Linked DNA regions of Pan troglodytes: region 1 is linked to region 2. Evidence: chromatin contacts called from public HiChIP or PLAC-seq data. All regions are on one chromosome and are shown on one strand. The core of a region is the stretch at or near the end of the contact, and the rest is flanking DNA. Distances in the headings are between cores, read along the strand shown. Region 1 holds the start of GDF7 (growth differentiation factor 7). Region 2 holds the start of RHOB (ras homolog family member B).

Region 1 (2,700 bases), core at 84-2,583, 220 kb after region 2:
AGCGCAGCGCAGCCAGGCAGGCGTCGGGACCTACGCGGCTTTGGATTCGGCGGGCGACCTCGCTTTGAAGCTGATCACCCGCTCAAGGTGATCACGACGTGCCGACCCAGTCTAGATTTTGAGTTCTGCAGAAAATGCAATTTTAAAGGCAAAGGACCCGCCTGCCCTTCTTCGGCAGTTCGTTTGGCCCAGGCCTTCGATCTGCTGAAAGTTTCCGATCTAGGGGGATGTCCAGGCTGCCGGCAGAGCAGAGCCGATAACCCCCCTCTCCTGCGCGTTCCCCTGAGACTTGGCCTCCGCAACCTGTCCCAGCCGCGGAGCAAACTGCTCTGCGGCCCGCGCGAGTGCGCCCCAGGGCTTCGCCGCTGCCGGGCGTCCCCTCTATCCACCTCGGGACCCGCGCCATCACCGCGGCGGGGTAAGAAGCTCGGAGGCGCCATCCCGGGGCTCTGCGCCGTCCGCTCTCCCGGCTCCTGGCCGCTCACGCACACAGCCGGTAGCTGGTTTTCGTTAGCCGCTGCCCTCGCCCAGAAGGCGGGTGGAAGGTCGCCAGTTGGACGCACAGCCAAACTCTTAGCGCACTCCCGCGCGAGATCCCCCATCACCCGGGGCTGCCGTCCTCATTCCGAGCTCTTTCTAGAGCTTGGCTCCCGCTGAAGCGCAACTTCCGCGCCCAAACCTTGCTTTTACGACGGGCGGTCCGCGTCCAAAGGTCTCTTACAGGCCTGCCCTTTCAGCTCCTCGCCCTCCCTTCCTCCCCTACCGGCCCCCTCCCCTGCTCTGGCCGCCCGCTGCAATCCTTTGGGGTCTGTGGCTGAGTGGGGAACCGCCGACCCGCGATCCGGAACGCGACTTTGAGGCCGCCGGGAGCATCCTGTGGCCTCTCTCTGAGCGGCCACCCGGCCGCGGCGCGAAGCGGTCTGGAGGGCGAGCCCTTCCGCGGCCCCAACTCTGCCGCCCCGTTCCCGGCATTGGGAACCAGGGCAGGGAGGGGGCGGGTGTTTCTCTGCGGGGGAGTGGGGAGGAAGCTGGGCGGGTGCGCGCGGTGCCCCGAGCCTGGAACCACGGAGGGCGCGTTGGTCTTGGGCCGATGGAGGGGGTGTCGCACTGCCGCGGGGAGGGGAGGCGGGGCACCCGGGCGTGTCGGGAGGCTGGGGCCAGTGGCACTCGCTTGGCGAGGGTGGGGGCGTAGCGCTGCGGTGGGAGGAGGAGGCTCCGGCCCTGGTCTCCACTCTAGGCCGGGGTAGGGGGCGCATAGCGGCCGCCGGAGCTTTCAGCAGGGGGCGCTGCTCCGGGCGTTGGGCGGGGGTGGGGTGGGCCAGGAGGGGGGGCCGCAGCTGGCCGCGCACACTTCCCCCATTATTAAACACTATGTTCAAAAGGCGCCGGGGGACTTCCCGGAGCCACGGAGCCCGCGCCGCCCGCCCGCCCGGCCCACGGAGCCCATGGACCTGAGCGCCGCCGCCGCGCTGTGCCTTTGGCTGCTGAGCGCCTGCCGCCCCCGCGACGGGCTGGAAGCGGCCGCCGTGCTGCGAGCGGCGGGGGCTGGGCCGGTCCGGAGCCCAGGGGGCGGCGGCGGCGGCGGGCGGACTCTTGCCCAGGCTGCGGGCGCCGCGGCTGTCCCGGCCGCCGCGGTTCCCCGGGCCCGCGCCGCGCGCCGCGCCGCGGGCTCCGGCTTCAGGAACGGCTCGGTGGTGCCGCACCACTTCATGATGTCGCTTTACCGGAGCCTGGCCGGGAGGGCTCCGGCCGGGGCAGCCGCTGTCTCCGCCTCGGGCCATGGTCGCGCGGACACGATCACCGGCTTCACAGACCAGGCGACCCAAGGTACTTACGCCTCTTCTGTGCCCGCCCATCCCGTCAGGTCCTGGGCTGAGACCAGCCCCGGAGCCGTGCCGCAGCTCCGTTACATTTGGAGCCGCGGCCCCATGCGGCCCACCCTCAGGTGATAGAAGGAAACTTCGCCGAGGCCAACACTCTCCAGCCCGCTGCACCTGGACTGTGGCGAGAGTCGCGGCAGCTCCCGGGGCCCAGTCCCAGAGGGCTGACTGGTCCCTCTCCCAGGTCTCCCTGGCCTTGCAGGCCGGCTGGTCCCCTCGAGGAGGCAGGCGGAGGCCAAGATTCACTTCTTGGGGAATGGTCTGGAGTGGCCTCGGAGCCCTCAGAGAAGAAAGGAGGGCGAGAGCTGTGTTCCCGGGAGTCACGGCGAGAGGGACTGCACGGTGGTGAGGGTGATGGCTCCTTCCTTGCAGCAATTTCTGCAGCTCCCAGTCTCCTGCGGGCCACACAAATTGGGGGAAGCCCAGGGAAAACTAGGGCAGAGGCAGGTATCAGACTAAAGTAAATGGCCCTGGAGAGGCTGGTGGCATAACCAGGTATGAGGAGTGCCCTGCTCAGCAGGTTGGTCTGGGTGGTGGTGGTTTGTGTGTGTGTGACATGTGCAGCTATGGGTGCCTGTGTCTGGTGCTGGGCCCCTGGGAGAGCCAGAGGTCAAGGATCCTGGTGGTGTGGGGAGGAGAGGCCTGCTGGGGACCCTGCAGGAATGCAGGCCTCTCTTAGACCAAGCACCCCACCTTGTTCTGCCCGGGGCCTTCCAAAGGTAAGATGTAGGTGAGGCTGTGGTGTGGCTGCTGTATGTCATCTGGATTTTATTAATCTCCATTGAAATCATTAAAGCAGACAGATAGAGAAAATTTACCT
Region 2 (2,719 bases), core at 147-2,646:
GACAGACCGAGACAGAGACGGAGACAGGAGGCAACCACCTCCCGGTCATGTGGTGGGTCCCTCCTTTGCTGAAAAAACAGTTTGCATACATTTCCCGTGCAATGGAGAGACAGAGCCCAGCCCATGCAGTTAATACTTCAGCACTCATGAGCCCCAGCATATGCAGCTCCTAGAGTTTGCCCCGCTCTTTCCCACCTTCCTGCTTGTGTTCAGGCTGTTTCTCCTGCCCGGGAGCCCTCCCCGACTCCCCTTTCCCCCTATCCCCTTCTTCCTCTTTTATCCGTAGAAATCGGTTGACTTGGGTCTTTTCGGATCACCGGTAGTGTCATTTCATGCAGGATCTACAGGATAAATGAGTTCAGTCCTGGTGTGCATCAGGAGGCAACGCCCCAATAGAGGGGACACCCCCTAACCCGCTGTGCCCCATTTGCTAGCCCCTTACCCCTCCCCTCTTCTCCAGCCTCAAGCCTTTTCATCTGCTCAGGGGTCTTGGGGTGGTTGGATTCTATTGAACCCAGAATATTGTACATTCTATTGTACAATAGTGTACATTCTATTGTACAATTTATCTCAGACAGTTCTCTGTTTTAAGAACCGGGATCAGACTTCATAGTGAAAAGAGGGGCCGAAGGGGCTTCTTCCTGTCCGGTAACTTCCTCCAAGTGTTCGAGCCTCGACCTTCCCTTTCCGTTGTCAAGCTTGGGCCACTCCGCACCTCTTCCCTTAATCTTCACCTAAAGACCTAAGCTGGGGGTTGGGAAGGGTAGGGGCGGCGGGACTTGGAAGAGCCAGTTTGCAGCCAGCCGGTCGCCTCTCGGGTCCAAACCCGAGGCTGGCCCAGGGCGAGTACCCGGGTGGGGCCCTAAACCACAGGAGGGGCCGCCTCCAAAAGAAAAGAGAAAACACTCTTGTTTGGGAACAAAAGTGTGTGTGTGGGGTGTGTGTGTGTGTGTGTGTGTCTGTTTATTTAAAAACAAAACCACGTTAAAAGAGCTGCCCCTCCCCCACAGGCCCGACCACCCGCCGGGAGTTTGCCAGGAAGAGGGGCAATTTTGAATGGGAGTCGCCAACGCCCCACTGAGTGGAGCCTGTCTCGGAACCGCTCGCCCAGACCCTGTAGGCTCCAGACAGCCAGCTCCGGGACCCCGCGCGCAGACGCTGCGGCGAAGGAGGGGACCCGGGTACCGCCAGAGCCCCGCAGCGCCAGCAGCAGCGCAGACTCCCCGGTCGCTGCCTCTCCCAGCCCGGCGGCCTGGGCCGTCAATCAAGCTGGCCCTGCCCCGCCCTCGGGCTGCAGCGGGCGGCCAATCAGAGCCAAGCTCCGCAGCGATGAGCTCAGCCGGCTGGTTTCCCATTGGACGGCTATATTAAGAAAGTGGCCGGACTCTTTAAATAGCGGGCGCTAGGGCCGCAGCCCTCATCTGCCACCGCAGTCTGGTTGGAGTTGTTCTCTTGTATGCTCAGCGAGGCCCGGAGAGACCCGGGAGGGAGCTAGGCCGAGTCCACCGCCCGAATCTGCTGCCCGAGCCCGCGTTACGCACAAAGCCGCCGATCCTCGGCCTGGGGTGAGCAGAGCGACCACCGCCCGGGAGCAGCGCGGCGAGACGCACGGTGCGCCCTATGCCCCCGCGCCCCCACCGCCCCCGCCGCGGCAGCCGAAGCTCAGCGAGAGAACGCGCCACCGCGGGGCCCGGGTGCAGCTAGCGACCCTCTCGCCCCCTGCGCGCAGCCCGAGGTGAGCAGTGAGCGGCGAGCGGGAGGGCAGCGAGGCGTTCGCGGGCCCCCTCCTGCTGCCCGGGCCCGGCCCGCTCATGGCGGCCATCCGCAAGAAGCTGGTGGTGGTGGGCGACGGCGCGTGTGGCAAGACGTGCCTGCTGATCGTGTTCAGTAAGGACGAGTTCCCCGAGGTGTACGTGCCCACCGTCTTCGAGAACTATGTGGCCGACATCGAGGTGGACGGCAAGCAGGTGGAGCTGGCGCTGTGGGACACGGCGGGCCAGGAGGACTACGACCGCCTGCGGCCGCTCTCCTACCCGGACACCGACGTCATTCTCATGTGCTTCTCGGTGGACAGCCCGGACTCGCTGGAGAACATCCCCGAGAAGTGGGTCCCCGAGGTGAAGCACTTCTGTCCCAACGTGCCCATCATCCTGGTGGCCAACAAAAAAGACCTGCGCAGCGACGAGCATGTCCGCACAGAGCTGGCCCGCATGAAGCAGGAACCCGTGCGCACGGATGACGGCCGCGCCATGGCCGTGCGCATCCAAGCCTACGACTACCTCGAGTGCTCGGCCAAGACCAAGGAAGGCGTGCGCGAGGTCTTCGAGACGGCCACGCGCGCCGCGCTGCAGAAGCGCTACGGCTCCCAGAACGGCTGCATCAACTGCTGCAAGGTGCTATGAGGGCCGCGCCCGTCGCGCCTGCCCCTGCCGGCGCGGCTCCCCTGCCGGCGCGGCTCCCCTTCCTGGACCAGTCCCCCGCGAGCCCGGAGAAGGGGAGACCCGTGTCCCACAAGGACCCCACCGGCCTGCCTGGCATCTGTCTGCTGACGCCTCTGGCTTGCGCCAGGACTTGGCGCGGGCACCGGGCGCCCCCTTCCCAGTGTCTGTGTGCGTCCAGCTGTGTTGCACAGGCCTGGGCTCCCCACTGAGTGCCAAGGGTCCCCTGAGCATGCTTTTCTGAAGAGCCGGGCCTCAGAGTGTGTGGCTGTGTGTGTGTT

The links. HiChIP or PLAC-seq counts read pairs in DNA pulled down with a chosen protein or histone mark.
Region 1: a contact with region 2 is called in an H3K4me3 HiChIP or PLAC-seq map of stem cell-derived excitatory neurons, with 3 times the contacts expected there. The contact joins the promoter of GDF7 here to the promoter of RHOB in region 2. A contact is called at or near these places in 1 of 7 Hi-C or Micro-C datasets (induced pluripotent stem cells) and 1 of 1 datasets of contacts at active chromatin or transcription factors (stem cell-derived excitatory neurons).

What each region holds. Positions count from the first base shown.
Region 1 is chr12:102,209,908-102,212,607 of NHGRI_mPanTro3-v2.0_pri, reverse strand. GDF7 (growth differentiation factor 7) reads left to right here and starts at 1,333. Exons shown (of 2, transcript XM_003308907.6): 1 at 1,333-1,827. The coding sequence starts at 1,446.
Region 2 is chr12:102,429,081-102,431,799 of NHGRI_mPanTro3-v2.0_pri, reverse strand. It overlaps RHOB (ras homolog family member B), which reads left to right and starts at 1,396. Exons shown (of 1, transcript XM_001141071.8): 1 at 1,396-2,719. The coding sequence starts at 1,812. The coding sequence ends at 2,402.